2 separate regions of the Mus musculus genome follow, and region 1 is linked to region 2. The links are chromatin contacts, called in public ChIA-PET maps. All regions are on one chromosome and are shown on one strand. The core of a region is the stretch at or near the end of the contact, and the rest is flanking DNA. Distances in the headings are between cores, read along the strand shown.

What was found. ChIA-PET counts read pairs in DNA pulled down with a chosen protein or histone mark.
Region 1: an RNA polymerase II ChIA-PET map of memory CD8 T cells shows a contact between it and region 2, with 18 read pairs. The contact joins the enhancer-like site here to the promoter of AI597479 in region 2. A contact is called at or near these places in 2 of 484 Hi-C or Micro-C datasets (CD4 T cells and CD8 T cells), 6 of 115 datasets of contacts at active chromatin or transcription factors (the 230-238 cell line, double positive thymocytes, large pre-B cells and 3 more) and 1 of 9 other capture datasets (macrophages).

Annotation. Positions count from the first base shown.
Region 1 is chr1:43,885,243-43,891,056 of GRCm38.p6, reverse strand. It overlaps the pseudogene Gm19587. Among named protein-coding and RNA genes, the nearest start is that of Tpp2, 46 kb to the left of the region's middle. Within about 2 kb of position 2,391, at least 31 of the 459 cell types and tissues checked have an H3K27ac peak or open chromatin away from gene starts, as enhancers often do. A contact at or near this core is called in CD8 T cells and memory CD8 T cells, where this site is marked.
Region 2 is chr1:43,097,004-43,102,391 of GRCm38.p6, reverse strand. AI597479 (expressed sequence AI597479) reads right to left here and starts at 3,682. Exons shown (of 4, transcript NM_133818.1): 1 at 3,530-3,682; 2 at 1,511-1,677. The coding sequence starts at 3,628. It also overlaps a transcript of Tgfbrap1 not described here.

The sequences.
Region 1 (5,814 bases), core at 1,142-3,641, 790 kb before region 2:
CCTGTATTTCTTTAAGGGATTTATGTGTTTCCTCCTTAAGGGCTTTTAGCTGTTTACCTGTGTTCTTCTGTGTTTCTTTAAGGCAGCTATTTATGTCCTTCTTAAAGCCTTCTATCATCTTCATGAAATGAGAGTTTAGATCTCAATCTTGTTTTAAGGGTGTGTGTGGGTACCCAGGACTTGCTGTAGTGGGATAACTGAGTTCTGATGTTGCCAAGCCAAATTGATGTCTTTTGTTTATGTTCTTATGCTTGCCTCTCACCATCTGGTTATCTCTGTTGTTATCTGGGTTCCTCGTCTCTTACTGGGGCCTGTCCATTCTGTGATCCTGGGGGAGTCCAGCTGCCACTGGTGTTTGTGCTCTGTGGGATCAGGTCTCTGCTACCAGCAAGCAGAGCTGGGAAGCAGAAGGTGCCTGTGACTCTGACTGGGCAGGGAATCTGCTTCCCCAGGTCACAGGGATCTTGATAAGCCAGGTCTCGGGGCAGGGTATAAAGTCTCAGCTATGAAGCTGAATGTGTCTGCATACCTGAGAAGTCGAGCTGCTTCTGGGGTGTGGGATGTGTGGGGATGGGTCTCTGCTCCTGGCAAGCACAGGTGGGAACTGGCTAAGTTCTGCTTTCTAACGGATTTACTTCAGTATGGTAATATAATTTGTCACTATTTTCCTGTATTTTCATTTATGCACTTTGCAGAAAACCATACAATTCATTATAGTTGAAAAAAAAAGTAATTTAACATAAATGCTACATAAATCACAACACAATATGCATGCCTGTATGTTCCTGTCAGTGCTAAAAATCAGGGAGTGTTTCTTTAAATATTCCCAGGTACAGTTACTTTCAAATATCTTAGGTAGTAAACATGTATTTCTAAGAAGACAACAAGACAGCACCCAGAGGAACCTGGACCCCCAGGAGCTCTAACATGCCAGGAACATAGCACACAGAGGAAGCTGGACTTCCAGGTGCTCTCACACAACCCAGGATCATAAGATCATAGGGTCACAGGATCACAGGATCTCAGGAGCTTTGTCACACCATGACGTCAGCATCCCAGAGGCAGCTTGACTCCCAGGAGCTCTTATACCCAGGATCTCAGGATCACAGGATCACAGAGACAACTGGACCCTGAGGAGTCCTGACACAAACAAGATAACCGGAGGGACAGGCCCCAGGCAGAGACAGTGAGTGCAGCTAGCACTAGAGATATCCAGAGTTCCCGTGTACAGTTAGCTTTGAATATCTTAGGCAATAAAGGTGTGTTTTTAAAAAAGAAAACAAGGTTTCTCACAAGACATGTCATGTTCAACACACATTAAGTAAGTTCTTTTTTTTTAATAGTTAAGAGACTTTATTCTAACAGCTATAATTACAGTGCTTGTAGAAATGAAAACTGAAAACAAGTATACAAAACAGTTGATTACTAATTGTGTATTGAAAGCGGTAAGAGGTTCCACGACACCAAATAAACCAGTTCTGAGATTTCCCCAAGATAAATTTAACAGCTCCAGCTTCTTCAGTGTTTATCAAAATGCAAAAGAAAAAAGTAGAGGTCGTCTTTCGATGGCAAATCGGACCCTTGCAGGCTGAGGGAGGAAGCTACTTCACACATGGAGATGGGGGTGCTCCAGGATGTGGGTCTGTAATGGGCCGACCCTCCCACCTTGCACGCACTCCTGCTGGTGAGACCCAGGCCTCCTGCCAGCGCGTCCAAGTGGGCCCAAGAGTAGGCTGGGTATGCAGGCTGCCACTGGGCCTTGCACACACCAAGTACAAGCCAGGCCCTGCACCCCACAATGGCTCCCAGCCTACCCTACGTAATCGTGTGAGCACAAGTACAAGCACAATGCTATGGAATGCAGGTGACCCAAAGACATGCGAGTCACGGGGGCTCTACTGTGACCATGCGGCGGATGATGGTTTGTTTGTCACCTTCTCTCCTGTTCCCACAGCGAGACAGGTGATCTGATAACTAGCATTCAGGCCATTAACTGCAAAACCTACACTAGGCATAGTCTCCGTTCTGTGTGTTCAAGTGTTCTTGTCCTGAATTTTTAACTATTTTTTTAAAAAAATGCACTGAGTTTGGGTTAAAAACCAACCACCAAATGGATACCGACACCAGTTTACAGCCCAATGGCTCCCGGAGGCCAGGTGCCCCTACACCCAAATCCCTTCTCAGTACTGACAGTGAGTTGATTCTCTTTTTACAATAAAAAAGCTAAGTAATATTGCATAGGAGTACCAGAAACTGCCTCAGTGGAAACAGAAACTATTTACATTAAATAAAAACCTGGCTGCAGGCTGCGTCTGCACATGTACAGCACGGTGCGATGCACAATGTGACCAACCCATGGAGACAGCTTCTGGCACTTAGGACCACAGAGTTGCACGTTTGCCACATGAGAGGAAAGCTGAGGGCAGAGAAGAGGAAGTGAGGGGGATGGAGGGGGTCTGGTTCACTTCTGGTTCCGGAGCTGATTAGACAGCCAATCTAGTCCTTCATAGAGCCTGTCCCCGCTGGTGGCACAGGTGGCCTGAATGTACCAGTTCCTGTGGCGTAGAGAGTGCAGCCCCAGCTTGTGACCGCTGTGATTTTGGCCGCTTTCACGGCATTGGGGAGGTTCTGCTTGCTGGCAAACACCAAGAGAACAGCATCTCGGAGCTCATCTTCAGCTAGCATCCTCATGAGCTCTTCACAGGCCTCGTTCACACGCTCTCTGTCATTGCTGTCCACTACGAAGATCAAGCCTTGGGTGTTCTGGAAGTAGTGGCGCCACAGCGGCGGGATCTTGTCCTGGCCGCCCACATCCCACACAGTGAAGCTGATATTCTTGTATTCTTGTATTGAAACCAATAGTGGGAATGGTGGTCACAATTTCGCGCAGCTTCAGTTTGTATAGAATTGTTGTCTTCCCTGCAGCATCCAGGCCCACCATAAGAATGTGCATTTCTTTTTTGCCAAAAAGGCCCTTGAAGAGGTTTGCAAAGATATTCCCCATGTTTGTGGACAGGTGGAATCGATATTGGCCAAAGACCTCCGTGGCGGCTGCTCCCAGCCAGGCATTGGTTTCGCTCTCCATTAAGTAAGTTCTTACTTGCATTTTAGTCTGCAACACTGTATGTCATTACTTTATTGTTTTTTTACATGCCCATTTCACAGAAAATTGTCCAATGCGTTATAGCTTTAAAAAAGTACTTTAACATAGATGCTACACAAAACACAGTACAATGTGAATGCCTGTGTATTCTGCGCTGTGCTAGAAATCAGAAGGGTGTTTAGTTTAGAACTCCCATATATACTTAGCTTAAACATCATAGGAGGTAAAGGTGTGTTGTTAAGAAGAAAACAAGAATTTTACTCACAATAGATGTCATATTCAAATTGCATAACATTCTTATTTATAATTAATTTACTTTATATGGGGTACTTTATGTCATTACTTTCATATATTTTTGCATACACATTTCACAGAAAACTGTAAAATGATCTACCGCTGGAAAAAAAAAGTTCTTTAACATAGACGCTAGAGAAAACACAGTACAACGTGAATGAATGCATGTTCCTCTGTGTGCTAATAACGAGAAGAGTGTTTTTTTTAAGTGTTCCTGAGTACATCTTAGGTGGTAAATTAATGTTGTTAAGAAGAAAACAGAAAATCTTCTCACAGTAGACGTCATGTTCAAAAGGCATTAAACAGTTCTTATTCTTATTGGATTTTCTTTAGTCTGCAACACTGTATGTCATTACTTTAATGTATTTTCACGTGCACATTTCACAGAAAATTGTACAATTTGATATAGCTGGAAGAAAAGTACTTTAACATAGATGCTACACAAAACACAGTACAACGTGAATGTCTGAGTGTTCCTCTCTGTGCTAATAACAAGAAGTGTTTGTTTTAGTGTTCCCGTGTACTCTTAGCTTTAAACATCTTATGCAGTAAAGGTGTGTTTTAAAGAAGAAAACAAGAATGTTGCTTACAATAGAATCTTCCAAATGCATTAAGTAAGTTCTGTGTTGTAATTGTTGGGACCTCCCCTCTTGAACCCTAACTGAGAAAACGCCTTACATCTGGGTCTGCTAGAGGCATTTCCTCAGCTGAAGTTCCTTTCTCTGTAATAACTGCAGCTGATTTTAAGTTGAAATACAAAACCAGCAAGTACAAGACATCATCTTCAAAATGCCTTATGATCTTATTTTAAATTATTTTTCTTTACTGTATTTTCACATGCACAATGTGAAACTGTACAATGCATTATAGGTGGAGGAAAAGTACTTTACAGGATCAGAGGGGAGGAGGACACATCTGCCTGCCCCATCACCAGAAGGAACTGGTACCAGCAAGACCTAGGAACCCAGGAACTCTGCCCGACCAGTGACACGGGTTCCTTCTGGTCTGGGCAGGTGCCCTGTACAGACCTTGAGTTTGAATTTCGCAGCCAGTCCCACAACACCCAGAGGAAACTCCATTCCCAGGCATTCTAACATGCTGAGTATCATAGGATCAGAGGTGTCCTGAGCAGACGTTGGGCTCTAACTCTGCAGCCAGTACCACAATACTAAGAAAAAGCTCCACTCTCAGGAGCTCTAACACATGCAGGTCCACAGGATCTAAGGATCCCAGTAGCTTGGTCACACCAAGATCTCAGGGTCCTGGAGGCAGCTTGATCCCACCCAGCTCCACCCAGGAGGAGCTCTGAATATGAAAGCATATTAGCCCCTTTCACTCAACTGTAAATCCTATAGAGATCTTTATAATTACTTATCTATATTGTATAAGAAGTCTCCTCATTTATCTTAAAGGCACATTTGTTATATTTGTTATGCACTATTTTTTTTTCCACTTAAGCTTAAGAAGTTCAGTTGGCCGGGACTAGGGCAGTGCAGAGTGTGTGCAGGCTTGGGGTCCTGTTGGCTAGATGCTCTATGTAGCACAGCAAACAAGGACTCACAGATGTATCCTCCCCCCCACCACACAACACACATGAAATGCATTGTTTTTAAAAGCAGACGAAATTACCCTTAACTCATAACTATCTTAATTATACATATAAATGTAAGAAAATGATTTCTTAAAAGTATCCTGTAGGATTTTTGCCATATTTACATACATTAAGCTTAACTATTTTTTAAACTTTAGTATGTTTACAGGATTTTTATTCTCATGAATAACCTTTCAAGGGGAAAGGCCATATATTATTTTTAATAGTACATCTTAGATTGGCTTAAGATCACAAACAGTAGAACACAGTTCTCTTCGGTGTGTCAAACATCTAGAAACACATGATTATATGAATTCAGCTGCTTCTAAGAAAGAGGAGAAGCAGTTGATAATAGAGATTTGGAAACAGAAATCGATGAATAAAGCCATGCATGCCTACTACACATGGAAACATAACTAAACCAACAATAGAGACAGAAACTGTCAGAAAGACCAAATCTGTTCTGCAAAAACAGCTCAGCACTGGGGTAAAGCATTTTTAAAAGTCAAGAGGACAGACAAACAAATAAAACTGTCTGACAGATACCAAGCAACAAGCACAACAATCACACAATTTTATTTCAAACTACACATTGGGACCGTGCTGAGCATGCACATGAGCTGTTTGTATTATATCAAGTTCTACTGCTCTCTGGGACAGTGAAATAAGCAACTAGAGTGAAACCCTAACTTCAAACGGTCCACTCTGGAAGGTGAGGTTCTCTTTCTAAGCACTGAGGTTGATTCAGGAACCTGTTTGTTTGTTTGTCACCAGGGAAAGAATAAAGTAATGCCATTATTGTTTGGTACTTTGGTACTTGGTAATC
Region 2 (5,388 bases), core at 2,433-4,932:
CTCTGTTCATAGCAGCCTTATTTGTGATAGCCAGAAGCTGGAAACAACCCAGATGTCCCACCACAGAAGAATGGCTACAGAAACTGTGGTTCATTCACACAATGGAATACTACTCAGCTATTAAGAATGAAGACATCTTGAGCCGGGCGTGGTGGCGCATGCCTTTAATCCCAGCACTAGGGAGGCAGAGGCAGAAGGATTTCTGAGTTCAAGGCCAGCCTAGTCTACAAAGTAAGTTCCAGGACAGCCAGGGCTACACAGAGAAACCCTGTCTCGAAAAAACAAAACAAAACAAACAAACAAACAAACAAACAAAAATAATAAGGGCATCTTGAGTTTTGCAGGCAAATGGATGGAACTAGAAAATATCATCCTGAGTGAGGTAACACAGATGCAAAAAGACATGCATGGTATATACTCACTAATAAATGGATGTTAGCTAAAATAAAACAAAACAAAAAGACCCCCCCCCCAAAAAAAAACAAAAACCATACAGAATACCAAAGATGCATTCCACAGAACTCAAAAAGGTCAACAAACTGAAGTGCCCAAGTGAGGATGCCCCAGTCCCACTTGGGAGGGAGAAGAAAGCAATGACAAGTGGGGAAGGAGGGAGGGACCTGGGAGGGAAAGGGGGGCGGGGGAGAGGGGAACCTGATCTGGTATTGGGTGAGGAGAAAGGACTAAGGTCCTGAGGGCCAGCAGAAAGAATGGAAACAGACATCCTTGGGAGATAGGAGGTTTGGGTGACCCTCCAGAATGCACTAGAGACCTGGAAGGTGAGAGACTCTCAGGGCTCAAAGGGAGGGACCTTAGATGAAATGCCTGACAATAGGCAGAGGGAACTTATAGAGCCCACCACCAGCAGGCAGACAGGGCACCAAATGAGGGAGAGGGGGCCATCCCAGAGTCACAACTCTGACCCATAACTGTTCCTGTCTGAAAGAATTACAGGGATGGAAATGGAGAGGGGCCTGAGAGAAAAGAAGGTTCAGTGACAGGCCCAAAGTGGGATCCAGCTCAAGAGGAGGCTGGAGAGGGGATTAAATATGGAGGGTAAAAAATTAATTAATTAATTAATTAAAAAATATGTCATCATGTAGGGCCATGGATGTCTTAAAACCTCATAGTTTCTCATCTCAGAGTAAAGGCAAATCCTCAAAATTCACAAGCTTCACTTGATCCCACCATCCCAAGTTCGTTCACAGAAGGTATTTTACCTCCCTCTGTCTCCATTCCTGGACTGATGTGTGACAGACACATTGCTGACCCAGACTCTCTCAGTGTGGAATCCAGGGCACAGCTCTACTTCTTACAGTTCCTCTCCACTAAAGCATGAGAAGAGGGACGTCAGTGTCACCCACAATCATAGTACCTGGTGCTCATCCTCAGAGACCAAACAAATGACTTTTTTTTCCCAGCCTAAGTTTACCTAGTGGGGGTAAAAAACCCAAACCAAAAACCCTTTTAGTCACAAAGGATTAGATTATCAACCACAAAAAAAAAGTACCTTTTGGTGTCATTTTTCACTTCATGATGCTCTCTTTTCTTCTCCATCATCTTCCCCCATCTATTCTTTGGCAAATCCCTCTGAGGCAACGGTATGGCATGCTGGACGTAAAGGTCGGTAAGGTTGTCTTTGTTTACCCTTACTTCATTTTCAACTGCTATGTTCTTCTGTGTGAAAGAAAACAAAAATAACTTCAAAACGCCATCTTTCATTTAAAAGCTGCCTAGCCATGTAACACGGTGAAAGCGTTATGCTTGAGTAAATTATAAAGCTACTTTCACACTCACTAAGAGCCAAACTGTATTATTAGATAGGGTATTAAAGACCCATTAAATTCTATCAAGTTCAGCTTCATCTTAGAGTGACCACGTGCCCTCACTGAGAGGACTGCTGGCCAAGTCCAGAAGTAGAGTCCATTTAGGCATATATTCCACCACCTCACTACCTTCTTAATCTAAATAAAAATGGGACATTGCCTGAGAAAAACAGATTAAAAAAAAGCAGCTACTGAGTCGGACCATTACACTGGTGGAGTAGGAGCTCAGTCTCAGTCTGTGTTTATGTCTCATGTTTCCTTTAATGTGGTGGGTGCCTGAATTTGTTTTGTCTTGGTGCTGGTGTCTGAACCCAGTGCCTTAAGTACACCAAGTACTGGCTTTATTATGGAGACCCCCCCCCCACCTCCAAAACACACACACACACACACACACACACACACACACACACACACACACACAGCACTACTGCAGAAGAAAACTTAACTCTCCATTCTGATGACAGTAACAATAGACCATTAGCAGTCTGCCCCACCGCATTTTCACCATTCAATTCACAGTCCAACCATTTAGGCATATTTATATATATATTTATATGCCTAAATAACTTAAATAACTTATTCTCTCTCATATCCCAGTTCTGTCTCAACATCTTGGAGCACAATATTGCAAAAACACACAGGAAAAATTGGGGAAACGTATGCTTTGCAAAAATGGAAAAAAAACAAAAACAATGCCAGCTGTTTAGTTTGATTTCATTTTTAAGTTGTTGAATCATCTTATTCCTCTTTCATACAGTATATTGCTGGCTTTCAACTTGCATTTACTCTGGGATGGGAGTATCTGAATACACTTGGACAACATTCCCAGAGGATGTCATCTGCTTGGATGGCACTGAAGGGGCTGCCTTCTGGCAGCAGTGCTTACAAGTGCTGTCCTTGGGTCATCAGCAAGAACTCGTTAAAATACAGTATCAGGGCACATTTGGAACGAACTTAATGAGAAGCAGATGATGGGGCTCAATAACATGTTTTAGTAAGCCTTTGATTATCCTGGTGTGAGTAAAAGATTGAGAATCACAGGTTAAAAGTCATTATTAAAATAGTGACTGAGAACTTCAAGAAATTAGAGAAAGATACGGTACTGGGGGGGCAAAACCACATGGAATACAAAACGTGCCACATAAAACTCTAAAGAAACTTTCAGCAGTTCTGCCATTTTAAATAAAACATCACACTTTTCTTTTATGATCTGCTATTATCTTAGGTCACACCGCAGGGGCGGCGGGGGGCGGGGGGGGGTGCATGCACCACCTGGAAAGCTAGGTGCTTTAAGTTCTCCAAACGGTTACTGTGTCCTGATAATGATCTTAAGAAGTAGGTCCATCTCTCTGAGACCCGAGTGTCTGTCTCTAAGAGAGGCGAGAAGCTACCTAACAGACTAATTTTCAGATGTTTTGGATCCAGCCCTGATTGCCCCAGACTTCTTCCCTCCCGGTCTGTTCTTCTAGTCTATCTCTTCCGCAGGCCGTTGCTTGCACACAGGCAGCGGAGGTCGTCTGTCACACCCTTTCCGAGCTCTAGAGGATTTCCCGGGGGTTCCAGTCACTCTCTGGAGGCTTCCTTTGGGGATCAAGGGAGGCAAGCCCCATCCGATCAGTGTGGGCGGGGAGCGGCCACGAGCCTCCCGCAGGCCTGCCTGTCCCCGGCTGCCCGTCCGTCCTCGGTCGGCCCGAGCGCCCCACCTGCTCCAGGGTGAGGAGGAGGAACTCCTGGGATAGCAGCTCAGGGTGCAGCAGCAGCTCCGCGTCCGTACAGCTGCGACCGCCCACATCCCCCGCCATGGTTGTCGCCAGGAGACCCCCTGGCCGGCCTCCCACAAGGCACTGCGGCGGAAGCGTCGCGGAAGTGACGTGAGGGGGCGGGACTCTGGTGTCACTCAGCGCGCCCGAGACGCGATGCTTTTCCCAGAGAGTAGAGTTTATGGCTGGCCGACTCGGCTGACGCACCTCAGCCAAGAGGACGAACTGGGACTGAGAGCGGAGCAGAGTCCTGCCCGGGCTGCGCCGAAAGCACCGGAGGCTAAGCAACGCGAGCTGGCCGCCATTGGTCCCGCCCCCTGTGACGTCCCATGGCAGAGGCCTCAGGGATTCTCCCGACTGCGTGGAGAGACAGAATGGAACAAGAGGGCAGACAGCTGTGACCCCAGATGGCATTGTCATGTCTGAAGCCATGCTTCTTTTCGCTTTTTACAATGTCTCAATCGTTTATTGCCTAATCTCCCTTCTACATAAAGTAAGCCCAAATAACACTCTGTAATCCCCTCTCCTCGGACATGGTAAGCATCAAGTATTGTTCCCTGGAAAGATCTTTAAACCGACCAGCTTACGTGTGGGAAATAATAAGAGAAAGTAGTAGCGCCAGTCCAGCGACTGTTACACTACTCCCCAGATCAGCCTGATGTGCTACTAGAATGCTTGTTTCTGGTATGAGGAAAATGAGCAATAGGACGGATAATTGGAGATCACAGACTGGCAGTGACAGGAACCAAGCAAACTGCCTTTGCGCTTACTAATAATTACAATGAAGTCGTGGTTTTTACTTTAACAAAATATTGTAGGCTTCAACTATATTCTAGTATTTGTGTGAGAAATCTCTTTCATCATTCATAGGAGACAGAGTCCTCAAGTTTTTGCACATTAAAAGGTTGTACTTCATACCTGTTATGAGAGCATAGTTTGTATGCTCTATAATGTATCGTTTTATTGGAAACTGTTGCATTGTTTATGAAAATATGAACTACTAGGAGTCTACCAAAAATATGCTTGAAAGAGTGCTGAAAAATAAATGAGATGTTAAATTAGTAATGAGAGACATCTTGTAAAATTTTCCAGTTTATGTGATGCTTTCAGGGAAGAAACAATTACAGAGCTGGGAGGAAATTTTAATGTTAGTGCTTAAAAATATTCAATCCAGTCCTTTTATTTTTGTGTTTGGAAAGCTGATCTAAGTGACCTTCCCTGAAAGGACAAGTCTTAAAGCTGGGCCAAATGTTCTCAAATGGGATTAAATGCCTTAGCTTTGTAACATTATTGTGCTAGTATATATTCAAATTAACCTTTATATTGTCGTATAATAATGAGTCTGGCATGGATGGCATCATTGGCTCCATTTCCTTCACTATAAGGTTATACTAGTTGCTAGAGTAGCTGTTTTGCAGGAAACTTGAACTTACAACCAAACCCAGTTTTCACTGGGTAAGCTGAGCTGGTCTCACGCCAGTTTCTTCAGGAAACTGCTGAAGAATAATTGAAATAAGGATTATACATGAGGTATGTGTACTTGTGAAGCACTGAGGGATATTAGAAAGTTACTGATCATAGAACTCTAAGAAGGGGCAAGGGGGTCAGTTTTTAAGTAGCCCAGGTATGGATGATTCCCAGGACCACTGAGGGCCCGATTCCTCTCCCTTAGAGCTTTTTAATCTCTGAGATAAAATTATTCTTGTCTCACCCTGTTGTAAAGATTGCACCTAAAATATGTCAAATGCTTCTCCAGTTGCTTCCACCTGGACATTTGTACCCTGTTGATTGACATCAAGGGA